Regions from separate parts of the Sus scrofa genome. Here region 2 is linked to region 1. The links are chromatin contacts, called in public Hi-C maps. All regions are on one chromosome and are shown on one strand. Each heading gives the region's core, a stretch centred on a gene start, on an enhancer-like site or on the middle of the called end of the contact. The rest is flanking DNA. Distances are from core to core; before and after follow the strand shown.

Region 1 (7,956 bases), core at 2,850-5,349:
GTTCTTCTAATATATATATATATGCTCAAGAAACGTTACTGATGATGACAAGAGCACATGGCCCTTTGTATTCCAGTTCTGTAACATGGGTCACTCTCCCAACTGCCTGCTCCCAAATGCCTTACAGGGCTAGACAGCAAGACAGAGCAGTTCCATGGAAGAAAAATGAAAAGCAAGCGTTGTGAACTGGAAACACAAATACCTAAAAGAGAAACTGTTATTCAGCTCCAGCAAATTGTTGTCAAGTAGGAATATATACTCCATGTCCACAGGGTTTTCACTTTTCAAAAGCTGAAAACCTACCCTATGTTAAATGTTACTTCTATGTTACTTTTTAAAGTAACTAAATACTACTTTTTTTTTTTTTTAGGGCCAACCAGCTGCATATGGAGGTTCCCAGGCTAGGGGTCTAATTGGAGCTGTAGCTGCCAGCCTACACCACAGCCATAGCAATGTGGGATCCAAGCCGTGTCTGCGAACTATACCACAGCTCACAGCAGTGCTGGATCCTTAACCCACTGAGTGAGGCCAGGGATTGAACCCACAGCCTCATGGTTCCTAGTCTTTTGTTTCTGGGGCACCATGGCAGGAACTCCCAACTGCTACTTTTATGTCACTGTTTTTGTTTTGCTTTTTAGGGCCACACCAGAGGCATATGGAAGTTCCCAGGCTAGGGGTCAAAAGAGAGCTGTAGCTGCTGGCCTACATCACAGCCACAGCAACGCCAGATCCAAGCCACGTCTGTGACCTATACCACAGTTCATGGCGACCCACTGAGCGAGGCCAGGTATCGAACCTGTGTCCTCATGGATACTAGTCAGATTCTTTTCCACTGAACCCCGACAGGAACTCCAATGTTATGTTAAACGTACCTTTTAAATGTCAAGCCAACATTGTGCTTTTTGGGTTGGGGGCATGGTGAGGTCAGACTGTTAATTCAACAGCGTCTGGCATATGAGAGGTACTCAGTGTTTCTTTTCCCATTAGCTTCTTTCCATTAGACTGACTGAAAAATCCAGAACAACTGATAAAAGATAAGTTCGTTTACATCATTGTCTGGAATTAAGTTAGTTGTTCTAGTGTTGTTTCTCTCTCAAACCAGACTAAAGCAACATGAAAGCAGAGATCACATTTTCGTCACAATTTCCAACAGTGCCTGGCACAAGAGAAGGTCTCAGAAAAACCTGATGTTTTTGAACCAATGACTGAATAAATGAAGAAATGATTAGGTAGCCACTTTACTTTTAGATTGTGAATTTACTTTAAAATTAAATGTCCAAAGAATCAGCTCAGAACTTGGCGCACTGACTCAAGACACCGGGTAGCACATCCCTCAACCCCACTGTTTTATGTGGCAAATACTGGTCAGTATCTATTTTGGTGGCACACAACAGGTAAGGATGTGTGGGATCTCAATGTGATGCTGTGCCAGCTCTTCATGGCAAACCCATGGCTGCCTCTCATGTGCAGGCTGCTAATTCAACCCCAGGCCCAAAGACGATCCCCAAGTCTCACACTTCTTGGCCCACACCCCCACTGTTTAGGACTTCTTGCCATGATCTCTCTGGATGCTTGTTTCTGCAGGGCCTCCTCTGGGAATAAATGGTTAGGGATCTCAACGGTGGGCACTGCTCTGCTCCTTCCTCCTCTGCAGTTCCTCCCGTCGCCTTGCCTGCTGGTCATTCATGCAGTCCTTGAAGGCCTGCACCTGTGGCTGGCACCGTCGCCAGTCCTGGTGCTGGGCCATGCACTCCTGCACTGCGTAGTGGGAAGCAGCACAGCCAGAGCGGGAGATCAGCTGGTCCAGTGGGTCCTCTTCTTCATCCTCCTTCTTCACTTGTCGGGACCAGGTATGGCCTTGAGTTGACATTTTTGGGAGTCTCTAGAACATCAGTGGAGGCAAGGTTACATATGATACAGTTCCTCTGTTATAAATAACACTGACCACTGCACTGTTATAGCTTATTTCTGCATGTCTCCCCTTGAAAATTGTAAGCTATTTCAGGGTAGATACTGGACCTGATTCACCTCGGTACCCCCAGCTGTAGGCCTGGCAGAGAGCAGGCCTACAAAATAGCTTGAACCAAACATAATGAGATAAAGTGTGAAAATGCTTAGTTTGGGACTAATAATCTCTAATGGCTTCTACTAATAGAACATGAATTAGGTGAAGTGTCACCCTCTGGGGTAGCTATCTCTTTTCTCCTATTGGAGAAGCTATCTTTTTAAATTCTATGGCTGGAGAATGACAAAATTTAACACTTGGGAGAGTACCCAACCATGGGTAGGGTTTAACATACAGGAGGGATGAAGAGAACTGTGTGGCTGTGGCACAGAGCATAGAGGGTCCAGGACAAGCAATGAGTCCGTGAGGTGTGAGGGTACCTAATGTGAGGTGTAACCGCCCAGACTATGTGAGCACAATCATCCGCTTCATGACACCAAGCACAAGGTAGCATACAGAAGGAACTGAAGAAAGGCAGCGAGAAATGACCTCAGCCTTTGTAACAACCATAGGCTGTAAATGAGCTAAGGCTCCTTAATGCCCCTCCTGGGTCTCTGATTCACTCTACAAATGATCACTGAGTACCTATCACATACCAAGCACTATGCTAGAGTTGAGGATACATGAGTGACCAAAACAGAGACAGTTCCTGCCTTTATAGAGTTTACAAGCTAGACAAGTAAATAGGTTATTTACTTGTGTACAGTGTGTACAAAAAGCGAAGATGGGGAACAGAGCAGAGGAATACCTAAGCCAGACAAGAGCAGGACTAGACACCTGAAGGCTTCCTGGAGAAAGTGATTTCTAAATTGAGACTTGAAGGATAAATAGGAGTTGGCCAGAGATATAAAGGATATTCCTGGTCAATGGAAGAAAACGATGGGGGTTCTGAGACAGAATTTGACATGAGAGGAACTGAAAGTTCTACATGATGAGAGAAAAGTGAGTACAGGAAAATTAATGAAACTGGTGAGATGAGAAAGTATCTGATCACGGCAAGGCCTTGTGAATCATGTTAGGGTGTTCAGAGAGCAAGTGAGAAGTCACAAGAAGGATTTAAGCACTCTATAGCCCTACACAAAACACATTTGCTTTGGAGGCAGTATAACCTAAGGGAGAGGGGAAAATGGGCTTCGAAAACAGACTTGGACTGGAAACAGCCTTGTCACTGACTCATTGAGTGTCTTTGAGCAAATTACTTCATAATCTCTCTTGAAAAAAAGATATCTACCTCACAGGATCAAGACTAAACGAGATAATGCATGTAAGGAGTCTGGCACATCCAAAGAGTTCAGTAAATGATAGCTCCTATTACTATACATGTTTCCTCTTCCTAAAAACACTGTGAGCTCTTTAAAGGCAAGAGGCAAACCTCTTAGAACAAGTACGGTAGGAAGAACAGTGCCTTGGATCCTAAGCCAAGAAATCCAGGTTTGAATACAGGCACCTCGCCTTGCTATGCACACGCATTAGCATGTAATCTTTTAAAGTGTCCTTCTAAGGTAGTATTTAACTCGCAGAGTTACTGTACGGATTAATATGCTAATAAGTGATATGTGCTTAGACTACAACAGGACTCAAATAAATGCTGCCTTTTCTTTCCCCACCACGACCCGGCTTCAGTCTTTACTGGATTAAAAAGAGAAAGACTTTTGCTTAGGGAAGGCTCGATGGTCGGCAGCTCGTTCGCGGAGGCCAGCGTGGACTAGGAAGGCATGGAAAGAATGGAAAAGCAGAGAAATCCAGGCGGCAAAGTTACTTAAAGTCCTCTCCCCACTACAGAGCGTACGCATGCGCGCGCGCAGCCGCCGGGCACATCCCGATTGCGCCCGCTATGCTTCACCGCGCTAGGACTTGGAACACAGTGCTCACCCAACAGGCCAACTAGAGGACCCAAGCGCGCCCTCCTGCACAACGGCGTCAATTTTGCAGGCAATTGGAACTCTTCCGACCCTCCCGTCAGGAACAAGCCTACTGTGAGATGCACGCGCCTGCAAAGGGGTAGGGAGGGGAAGAGGACCCCCCCCCCGCCACATTTCATTGGTGGCCTCTTGGTGTAGATCCCGCCCTTCGTTCTGCACGCGTCGCCTTCGGGGGCACCCACTTCCGGGGTAGAGCGGAAGAGGCGGGCTGGTGGAGGCGGGGTCAAGATGGCGGCGCCTTTGAGGATTCAGAGCGACTGGGCTCAAGCCCTCAGGTGACTCCAAGTCCAGGACTGGGACGGAGGAGGCGAGGCGGGTAGTGGATGTTACCTCTGCGTTATCGAGAGCCATGCCCGATCCAGGATATCCATAGGAGTTAGTTTATCGGTTGTTGAGGCCTAGAAATATGTTTCAGACCCTCATGGTCAGGTTTTCATTCTCAGAAGAGCCGTGCTGAGGCCAAGGAAACTCATATGCTCCGTGTGATCCCAGAGGCAGAATAGGATCAGTGAGTTAGAAAAAGACAGGAAAACAGGAGGCAGGAAGACTCTTTGCAAGTAGTCATGGTCATTTAGCAAATATTTATTGGTCCTCAGCTATTTGCAAAAGTCCGAGTATACTCACCACCACCACAATAACTTTGAGTGTGTGATGGAATCCTTGCATTCTCCTTGGCCCTTAGTAGTCATGTTTTACAATTCCATTGAGGAAACAGTGTAATGCCTACCTTGTCTAGGTTCTGACCTAGATAAATATTCGGTGGAGTTCAGATGTGTTCTCTAAACTTAAGGGGTGGTTCCTGCTCTCAAGAAGCTAACAGCTTAAAAAAAAGTAGCAGCAGCTAACAGCTTAATTGGAAACGCACAGCAAACCATTTATTCACTTAACATATATTTATTGGTCATATACTGTGTAAGTTATGGTGGGCACCAGAGTGAGTACAGCAGTGTCATGAATGGTGCTTTTTTTTTTTTTTTAAATAGCTGCCCCTGCTGCATATTGAAGTTCCCTGGCCAGGGGTTGAATCCTAGCTGTAGTAGCTGTAAACTGTGCTGCTGCAGCAACACTGGATTTTTTTAACCCACCAGGCCACAGTAGAAACTCAGGCAAATATTATTACTAATAAGTTTTTCAAATTGAAACAGTTGTGAAGATTAATAAAACATAGTCTCCTGTGTTTAAGAAACTTACAGCTTACTAGGTGGGCTGAAATAAAAACATGTTACTGTAACACAGGATGTGTAATAGGAAGAACAATGACATTTATTGAGGACCACCAAGTGCCTTTGAGAGAACACAGTCCAGAATCAGGAAGTAACTTGCCCAAGATTCTGCAGCTAATAAGCATTTCATCAAATATTTAATGAAATATTTGAGCTTCATTGAGTCAACAAATCTATGCATTAAACACTTAATCTGCAGATATTTCTTCAAGTAAACAAAGTTTGTCTATGCCTAGATGAGATGTTAGATTAGATCATGTCTGAGTACTGTGGCCAAACTAGAAATTATGCAGTCTTTCTCACCTGCATCAGTAGCATCCTTTTTGACACTGAATGAGCCTAAGTAGATTTTTATCTCTCTTCATAGGAAGGATGAAGGGGAGGCCTGGCTGAGCTGTCACCCCCCAGGTAATGTCTTTAAATCTGTATGACTTCCCTTTAGAGAAAGGATTTACTACCTCTGAAAGAGAGCTTCCTACTTTCTCCTGGCCCAGACTCCTTGCACAGTGCTGAGTCTTCAAATGTTCTTCATTCTGTGTTGTACTGGTGTCATTCCAACTCCATTCTAGGGGAAGGCCTTCAGATTGGTTTTCAATTTGGAAGGCAAGACTTGTTCATGGAGGCATTGTCGATGCATTTAATGAGACTCTTTTATTGTACTCTAAACATTTATATAGCTTCAGTTATGCCCTTCCCTGCTCATGATTCCTAGATCTATAGCTCTAGTTCTGACCTCTCTTCAAATTCGAGAGATTAAGTAGTTGTCTGCTAAATGTTTCTGCTTAAAGCTCTCATAATCGTCTTTAGGTTATCAAATCCAAATCCTGAAAGCTGAGCACTTCTGTTGTCAAACAGGTTCTCGTTCTTGATTTTCTCAGGTTTTTTGTTTTTGTTTTTTTAATTAGAGTATAGTTGGCTTGCTTACAGCGTTGTGTCAGTAGATTTTCACAGTTCTTAGGTTACCACCATTCTGGGATCAGAGTAAAAAACCTGGTCATTTCACCCTGCCACAGCCAGTGCCCAAGCGATGTTATTGTTCATCTCAGTGACATTTCTGTCTTATTTCCATCCATTGGTTTGCAGTCACTGTGGTAACATTACAATTTTTTTTCCTTCTAATTTGTGAGAAAGTTTCGTTTCACTGATTATTTTTCATTTCAGAGACTCTTGATGTCTTTATATAATCATATAGTCTATTTCAATGAGAAATAGAGGTTTTTTAAAATTATGGTTAATTTACAGTGTTGTGCCAATTTCTGCTGTACAGCAAAGTGACCCAGTCATACATGTATATATATATATATACACACACACATTCTTTTTCTCATATTGTCCCCCATCATCTTCTGTCCCAAGAGATTGGACACAATTCCCTGTGCTATACGTAGGACCTCATTGCTTATCCATTCTAAATGTAGTAGTTTGCATCTCCTAACCCCAAACTCCCCGTCCATCCCATCTTCCCCCTTCCCTTTAGCATCCATAAGTCTGTTGTCAACATCTGTGAGTCCATTTCTCTTTTGTGGATAGGTTCGTCAGATTCCACATATAAGTGGTATATGGTGTTTATCTTTCTCTGAGAAATAGAGTTTTAGGAGTTCCCATTGTGGCTCAGTGGTAACGAACCTGACTAGTAACCATGAGGATGTGGGTTCGATCCCTGGCCTTGCTCGGTGGGTTAGGGATCCATCATTGCCGTGAGCTGTGGTGTAGGTTGCAGATGCAGCTCAAATCCTGCGTTAGTGTGGCTGTGGTGTAGGCCAGCTGCTGCAGCTCTTACTCAATCCCCAGCCTGGGAACTTCCATGTGGGTGTAGCCCTAAAATGCAAATAAATAAATAAATAGAATTTTAAAGAGAGTTTTCTTTTGAGGAAATTGGTGCTGCATGGTGGCTAGAAGGTATCATATTCAGGGTTTTTCATTTTATTTTTAAAGATGGGAACTAATTGGAGAGCAATTAAAATATAGGTTGTAGGCAGAAAAAGAAAGGACCAACTGAAAAGTCAGTGTGTTGGAGGAGAGAGAAGGAAATTGAATTAAGTCTAAAAGACTAAGATGAAAGAAAATGAGGCTAAGTGTAGATGTAGATAAATATGTAGACCAGAATGTGGAAACTTGAGAGGATCTTATAGCCTCAGTTTCCTTTGTGATGTTGGAGGTGGGATCAACTCTTAAGAAGAGGGGTTTTGTTTTCCCTAAAATGACAAGGTTTTTTGTTTGTTTGGGGTTTTGTTTTTTGGTTTTTTTGTTTTTGTCTTTATAGGGTCTAATCTGTGGCATGTGGAAGTTCCCAGGCAAGAGGTCAAATCAGAGCTGTAGCTGCCAGCCTAATCACAGCCCCAGCAATGCCAGATCTGAGCTGCATCTGTGACCTACACCACAGCTCATGGCAATGCTGGGTCCTTAACCCACTGAGCGAGGTGAGGGCTCAAACCCCCATCCTCGTGGATACTAGTCAGATTCGTTACCGCTAAGCCACAATGGAAATTCCTAAAATAACAGTTTTACTGAAATAAAATGTGTGCTATATTCTGAATGCTTTACATACATTATTTCTGCTTCTCACAACAATCAGTTGGTACTATTAAGATTCTGAATTTTCTTTTGGCCATACCCTTGGCATGAGGAGTTCTGAGGCCAGGGATTGAACCCATGCCACAGCAGTGACCCAAGCTGGAGTAGTGACAGTGTCGGATCCTTAACCTGCCTAGCTACCAGGGGACTTACAATTTTTTTTTAGGTAATAGCTGTATTAAAATACAATTCACTGGAGTTCCCATTGTGGCACAGTGGTTAACGAATCCAT
Region 2 (7,956 bases), core at 2,472-4,971, 230 kb after region 1:
AACCTTAGTTTCATTGTCTATAAAAAAGAGAGAATATCTATCTTGCGGGGTTATTCAGGATTAGAAATAACATGTGTTATCAATTGCTAGCACACAGTACACTCTCAAGTGGCTATAAAACCTCTTCTACTCCTCGATAATGAGCAACGCCACAGGAGTTCCCGTGTTGGCTCAGTGGAAACGAATTGACTAGTATTCATGAAGATGCAAATTTGATTCCTGGCCTTGCTCAGTGGGTTAAGGATCCGGCATTGCTGTGGTGTAGGTCGCAGATGCGGCTTGGAACTGGCATTGCTGTGGCTGTGGTGTAGGCCGGCAGCTAGAGCTCTGATTCGACCCCTAGCCTGGGAACCTTCATATGCCGCAGGTGGGGCATCCAAAAGACAAAAAAATCCCCAAAAAAACAAAACAAAAAATAACAATACCACAGACACTAGGTACACAGTAATACTTATCTAACATAACCACTTGCTTCTTATTTGGCCTACAGGTAAAATGATAAGACGCACACTATACCTGTTAGATAGGAGGTAAACTGCTTTGGACCACAGCGGATAGCGTAACGTGTAGTTGTTCTCACAGCTTTTGGCTCGGTCTGCAACGCATCCCTGGGACAAAAGATGGTTCCTTCCGACGTTTCTCCCCACCATCTCACTCGAACAAGTACGCAAGCAGGAGGCTTCGCAATCTTCCATATGACTTTATTAACAGTAAGTTTTAGAAAGCAGCGGAGCTGGCCTTCAACCAGGGGCGGGAGGCTCGTAGATGGAGAAATGTCACTCAAACCTGGGGAGAAATCCAAGAACATGAAGTCAAAATTTATTCTAAATATAGAAAACACATAATCTCCTTTTTGAATGAAAACACACAAAAATATTTCAGTCTCTATGGAGAAATGGCTTGTTCTCTTTATTCTAATATATGAGAAGTAACTAGCAAACCAGACCACAGAATAACCTATCGGATCACTTAACCCACCTTGACAGTCTGCATTTAGGCTTTGATTCAGGTTATTTTAAGTAAAGACCACACCAACTTAAGACCTGCTAATACGAACTCCTCTTTCACTGAAAGGCACCAAATGAAAAATACAAATACAATGATACAATATATAGGTTTAAGACATCTTTGAGTAGTTGAAATTTTTCTTCCAAATACTGTTTTTTGGATCATTGCCGTGTCCACAGTTTTTAAGACGATGCAATCTTTAGCTAATTCTCTTACTTTAAAACCATCATTAAACATAAAATAGTAACAAAGCCCTTCCCTCAACTCTCAAATGGTTAAGTCTACACAATACAACTTGGCATTTCAGTAACGACCACCTTAAACTGCCTGTGCCTTTTCCTGCCAACATCCTAAGTCAATGCAGGCAGAAACTATCATCTTCACATCCTGCCATTATTTTTCAGCACAGTGTTGGGTTCATAATTATTGGCCTTTATAATAGTTATTGGATTTCAGAGGGATAAAATGTAAATGAGGCAATTAATACGACGTTTCTATAAAGCTTTCCTTTCATGACACTGATTACCTTCCATTCACAGTGTCTTGTAACCGTAACTCACAGGAAATTGAAGAACGCATTCCGGAGTTCTGGTTGTGGCTCACAGGTTAATAACCAGCGCAGTGTCCGTGAGGATGGAATTCGATCCCTGGCCTTGCTCAGTGGGTTAAGGGTCTGGCCTGCCACAAGCTGCAGCGTAGTTTAGGTCACAGATGCAGCTCGTATTGCTGTGGCTATGGAGGAGGCTGGCAGCTGCAGCTCTAATTTGACCCCTCGCCTGGGAACTCACATATGCTGCAGGTGTGGCCATAAAAAAAGGAAAAAAGAACTCATTCTTATATTACACACACCTTTCTATTCCTTTTTTTTTCTGGGGAGTGGTCATGCCTCCCCAGAAGAAAATATATTGGAAAGCATCAGATAAGGAATTTATGTTAGCAATTCTTTGGATTTCTAAAGCCAACACCTTCTCTGCTTTCTTTAGTAAGGAAAAGACTCACCATATAGCTAGTTTCAGTATAAAAATTATACACAGGTATGCACATGAGCATTACTGTATATGCATATGGTATATAGTGAGAAGGACATTCTTATGTTATTTCTGTTTTGATTTTCCTCCTAGCAACCAAATATGCTTGACTGGTTTGACACAGGGAGCACGAGCACTGCACAGTTCCATGCTTCTGTTTCATATCCTCCCATCATTCCTAGAAGGAAAGGCATTGCCTCAAAACTGTGTTATTGTTACACAGTGTGGATAAGATTCATCCCCAAACTTCAGCTTTCATTCTTAACCTAATGGCCTAATGCACTATCACGAGTCCTAATACTGCTTTGCCTATAATATAAATAGGCAGACTCACCCAGGATTTTTTGTTTTGGTTTTTTAATATGTTTTTTGAAGCAGCCCTGTAGAGATTCAGTTTCGTTTCCTGATCTGTCCTGGGTTCCCAGGGTGACTGTTCTTGCTGCAGCTAACACTTTCCTGGTCTCTTGGTGAGCTTGCTTCTCCTTGAGCATGCTAACCTGATAAGGTTCTCTTGCTACACACTCTTTCATCTTAAATCCTTCAGAGAACTTCATGCCCTCACAACCCCGGCAACCCCCACCACTCCCCAGCTTTTCTTCCTTTTCCTTCACAACTATCCTTTCGCTACTCCCAGCTGTAGCCCTGGATGCTTTATGATCGTCTCACCTTCAGTCATTCAACTAACATTTACTGAGTCCAGCTTTGTGCTAGTTCTTGGGGATTCGGCAACGTATTAAACATGACCCCTGCCCATTAGGATCACTGCTATACTCTCCTCTACAACTTATTTTTTTTCCAGTCCCATGTGGCCTGCAAAACTACACCCTCCCCACCCCCATCCCCAACACACGTCTGACTTTATCAAAAACACTCCTAAATCATGGGGATTTAAATACAGCACAGTGACTACAGTTAATTATAGTGTATTGTCTATTTGAAAGTTGCTAAAGGGTAGATTTTAAAAGCTCTCCTCAGAAGGAAAAAAATATTTGTAACTATGTCTGGTGATGATGCTACCTAGACACGAACTCATTTCGAAATATATACAAATCGTTATATTGTACAGCTGAAACGAACAATGTTATATGTCAATTATAATCTCAATTTTTAAAAAGTAAAAAGCAAAACATTCCTACAATTTTTTTTTTTTTTCCTTCCTCTAGAAGCGTCCCCTTTTAACCCTCACTTCATTTACTCATTTTTGCCTCCTACTTCGGCCACTATTTCCTTTCCATTCGCAGGAGAGCCAAACGCCCTGTCTTTTCAATCTTCTGATTCCCTGGTTATTCTCCCTTCTCCAACCCCTTTTTAAAAAACAGGCGGCTGTGCGTATGGGAGGGGTGGGGGTGGCGGGGAGTCTGCCTAGAACGTCTGGCACCCTGCTCCCCTAACTCCGCCCTACCACTCTGCCCTCAACCTTTCGTTACCTCTCTTCCCGCGGCTGCGGCCGGCCCCAGGCCCCTGGGCTTTCCGTTGTTTCATGGCGAGCCCGAGCTCCTCTTCATCAACTCAAATCCGGCCACAGCACCCAAGCCGTAACCTCCCGCCATCCCTTCCCACCGCGCTTGCGTTCCCCAGCAACTGGCGCCGCTGGGCAGCCTGGGAGGCAGGAAGAAGCGACTCTTTCTCTAACAGTCCCCGGGAAGCCATGAGAAAGAAAGGCGGCATACTCCTTCAGACCAGGAGACTACAACACCCAGAATGCTTTGCTACACTACCTTCGCGGGGTTGGAGACGGTCTCCTCCAGCTGCGCAGGCGCAAAGGGATACTCCCTTTGAGGACTCCATTGCCCAGGGTGCATTGCTTTCAGGAGCACTTCTCTTTCCGTCTGGGATCGTGAAGTTCTCCGCTTGGGGTCTGAGGGGTCCGAGACTCCGTTACCCAGCTCCCTTTGTGAAGTGCTGTTGCGCACTTCCGGTGGAAGCGCAAGGCGAGGGGGTGGAGTCTACGGAGCCGGTGGGCGGTGCTGCCGGTAGCTGGGTGCTGTCCAAAGGCTACAGGGCGTCGCTAGGGGAGCGAGCTGTGACCGGTTGGGCCGCTCTTAGCGTGGGACGGAGCTTCGGCTACAGTTCGGCTACCTGCGGCCTCCCCTTCATGTCGGCCCTCGAGAAGAGCATGCACCTCGGCCGTCTGCCCTCTCGCCCGCCTCTCCCCGGCAGCGGGGGCAGTCAGAGCGGAGCCAAGATGCGAATGGGGTACGTGACCCATACCCCTTCTCCCTAGAGGCCAGGCCCCGGCCATTGGAGAATGGTGTCTCTGCGCGTTTAGGGCGGCACGACCAGGAGGGCTCAGGAGGGGAGAAGATGTTGGCGGCGGCCTGGAGACGTTTAGATGAAGTAGGAGGTGGATCTGGGGACTAGGGGAGGCGCCAAGTCAATGGAATTGGAGGACAAATAGTATTGGAGGGAGGGGAATGAGGCAAAGATTGAAGAGGCTGAGAGGATCGTGTAAGAGAGGTAATGAGGCACCCCCAGAAGAAGGGGTGGAGGAGGTTTGAGAAAAGGGAGATGAGCGGTGACAGAGGTGGAGGGAAGTCTGCCAGGGAGGGCTGAGAGAAATGGGAAATGACAGAGAAAAGTTGAGGGGAATTAGAAGAACCAGGGAAATATTAGGAGGCGTAAGAAGACTGTGAACACTAGGTGTTAGAAAAAGCCGACGGAAAGCGAGAACACCTGAGGCAGGGTTGGAGCAGACGAGAGAAACAGGGAGCAGAAGGTTCTAGAGAGAGTTCCTAGAGGTGTAAGAGGCAGATTCAGGGAGTGAGCGGGCGACTTAGAGATTGGGTCTCTTGAGGGGTACCGCGCAAGTGTGGAGAACAGGCCAGAGGAAAGATGGAGAACACACTCCAGAAGACTGTTGGGGTGAGATGTGCGGGCGGGGATAAGGGGAGGAGGGCTGAGGGCCTTAGAGACTGACCAGGGGCTCCACAGACGGAGAGATGACTAGGAACAGGGTTTAGGGAACGCAGGGCTGCAGAGCTAAGTCCAGGATGCATAAAGAGGGCGATTTGGGCAATTGATTTTTTCTGGGCTAATACATCTGATGGAAGCTATGTTTGGGTCTGATAAGATTCAATTAACAGAGTATGGAGTGTAGCCACTTAAAGTGTTTTAGGGGAAACCTTCCTTTACTGGGTTGGGAGGAGCTGTTTGCTTTGGGAGTTTTAGGTTATTGAATGGCTTGTGCCAGGTTCGGGGGTATGAAGGTGTAGAAGAGAGAGTATAACGTGTTGAACATGGGAGAGGTAGTTATTTGAAACAGAGGTAATTGAACAGGGAGTTGGTTTTGCGGAGTATTTGTAGAACCAGGATTCTGGAGACTAGTGACTGTAAAGAAAAAAGGGGTAGGAAAAATACTTAGGTCTGAGGTAGTCAAGTGTATGTGTTTGGGATTCTAAAGATAGGTTGGTAGCTATTTTTGGAATCAGGACTAGAGAAGAAAACCTTAGATTCTGAAGAGATGTTATGTACAAAAAATGATCAAAAAGGAGATGAAGGTAAGATAGGTAATGCTGTGAAAGCAGGTCCTAGAAACAAAGAGAAAGGAGAGTCCTATAGATTAAAATAGGTAGAGGGGTGGTTAGAATGATTGGAAAAACCAGGAAACTTTGAGGTAGAGACCTATGAGACACAGTAGAAAATTGAGAAAATTTTGACGGAGAAGATAGGTCGAAGGATGCACAGTACAAAGAGGTGATGGAAGGCTACATGTAAGATAAAATGAAGATTGTTTTAGCTTTGATAGACAGTAAGGTAGAACTGTAACATGGAGCACCTGGAAGTTGATCTATAACAGATTATTTGGGAAAAATTAACCTGGAGGGTAAAATTAATGTAACGTTTATTGTTGATACGTATCTTGGTTGCTGTCTTAAACTAAACTTTGATCTTTCAGTATTCCATCACTCTTCACTAAAAGTACATAAAAATGTTAGTTTTTAAATAACTATGCATGCTTCAGATAAGTTTAATTAGAGTTTAGCTTCTCATTTTGTCAAAACAAGTTCTCTGAAGATGAACTGAAGAAGAGAAAATAAAATACTAAGAGAAAAAACATCTACTGATTAGAAGATTATTAGTAACTTAAGCTGATTAAATAGATGCTTTGGTCTTTTTAATTTAGGTTAATTGCTTATCCTGGAAGGTAAAGTTCTTTAGAAAAATGCTTCTTTATAGTACCGTGAAGAGAAGAGCATATGTTGGTGAATTTTATGTGGTCTTCAAGTAGTTTATTTTCCTGGATTTTTATTTTCTTCTTTCTTGGAACATAGGCATGCCTCATGTAAGTCTCATGTCAGTGATAATATAGACACTCTCCACTAGAATCATAAAGTTCGAAGAGAGCTTTGAGGTGATCTTACCACTTCACTGTATATTTGGGGAAACAGACTTGGAGAATTCTCTATGCTGTAAGGTGAACTAAGAGGCAGGTATTTTCTTTTAATAATGAAAAACCAGAAACTCAAATCTTCCTCACACTATGGCACCCTAGAAGCTTAGCAGTAGAGCCACTAAGGACTAGGATTTGGGACTAGGACTTGACTCTGAGACTCATTGTGTGTTTTGGATTCAGAGTTGTTATCATTGACAATACTTAAATTTGAGTTGTGTATCTTATTCCTTCACAAATACTCAAGGATTCAGTGCCCCCCTTTCCTCAGTCTTTTCGGAAGTCTCATTTCCACCAATTTCAAATCATCCTTCTTTATTTCTAACTTCTGCTCACTTACCTTTTTTTTTTTTTTTTTCCCTAAATCTTCCCATCTTCTCCCCTCCCCAGTCTGTCTCTTGTTCTCAGGTTGGACCTCTTCCTTTGACAGCTTCTTATATGACTTATTCTTTCAACTGTTTTTCATAATCTCTTGCCTTCAGTTTCATAAACCTTATTTTGATATGTTTGCATATTCAGGATGGTTTTGAGGGTTTTGTTTGTCTTTTTGCCATTTCTGGGGCCGCTTCCTGCTGCACATGGAGGTTCCCAGGCTAGGGGTCTAATTGGAGCTGTAGCTGCTGGCCTATACCAGAGCCACAGCAACATGGGATCTGAGCCATGTCTTTGACCTACACCACAGCTCACCATAACGCCGGATCATTAACCCACTGAGCAAGGCCAGGGATCCAACCCGCAACCTCGTGGTTCCTAGTCGGATTCGTTATCCACTGAGCCATGATGGGAACGCCTGAGTTTTTTTTCTTGAGTTTCCATTAATTTAGTTTTTCCAATTCAATTTAATAATTCCAGAGTATTGATGGATAAAGCAATGATAGCAATTACTTTTTTTTTTTTTTTGAGTTAGTACCATGTGCTAGGCATTGTGGTAGTAGCTTTATGTATGTTATTTTATTTAATCAGCCCACAGTTTTGCAAGGTGTTATTGCCCTGCATTTGTAAGTAAAGAAATTCAGACTTGGAGATTACATGTCACCCAGTAGTATGTGATGGAACCAGGATCCAATCTAGGTTTAGTCCCTAGAATCCATTCTCTTTTCAGAACACTCTTGGATAAGAACTGAAGTTGTGGTTTTGTTGTTCCTTGATAGATGCCGGTAGGTGATGCCTAAAACAATTGTTTTGAACTTTTTAATTAAAGCTTTTGGAGCTACTCTGATTTTAGAGCCCTACCTGCAGCCAGTATTTGTCTGTTAGGATTGCCATAACAAAAATACCATGTTTTTTTCCTCAGAGTTCTGGAGTCTGAGAAGTCCAAGCTCAAGGTAGCAGCAGATTCTGTGTCTGGTGAGGACCTTCTTGGTTTACAGATGGCAGTCTCCTTGCTGTGTCCTTACACAGTGGAAGGGGGAAGGTAGCTCTCTTATAAAGGCACTGTCCCATTTGTGAGGGCTACACCCTCGTGACCTCATCACCTGCCAAAGGCTCCACTTTCAAATACCATCACATTGGAGGTTAGGATTTAATGTG

The links. A called contact is a pair of places that touch in the nucleus more often than the background predicts.
Region 2: a contact with region 1 is called in a Hi-C map of liver, with 4 times the contacts expected there. The contact joins the promoter of C2CD3 here to the promoter of LOC100514530 in region 1. A contact is called at or near these places in 2 of 5 promoter capture datasets (fetal liver and liver), 3 of 47 Hi-C or Micro-C datasets (heart right ventricle and liver) and 2 of 2 datasets of contacts at active chromatin or transcription factors (alveolar macrophages and skeletal muscle).

What each region holds. Positions count from the first base shown.
Region 1 is chr9:8,277,070-8,285,025 of Sscrofa11.1, forward strand. It overlaps LOC100514530 (cytochrome c oxidase assembly factor 4 homolog, mitochondrial), which reads right to left and starts at 4,100. Exons shown (of 2, transcript XM_003129636.4): 1 at 3,878-4,100; 2 at 1,238-1,882. The coding sequence starts at 1,870. The coding sequence ends at 1,616. PAAF1 (proteasomal ATPase-associated factor 1) reads left to right here and starts at 2,549. Exons shown (of 12, transcript XM_003129635.4): 1 at 2,549-4,202; 2 at 5,518-5,558. The coding sequence starts at 4,156.
Region 2 is chr9:8,509,122-8,517,077 of Sscrofa11.1, forward strand. C2CD3 (C2 domain-containing protein 3) reads right to left here and starts at 3,722. Exons shown (of 34, transcript XM_021062487.1): 1 at 3,464-3,722; 2 at 517-786. The coding sequence starts at 3,518. PPME1 (protein phosphatase methylesterase 1) reads left to right here and starts at 3,670. Exons shown (of 15, transcript XM_003357190.5): 1 at 3,670-4,232. The coding sequence starts at 3,685.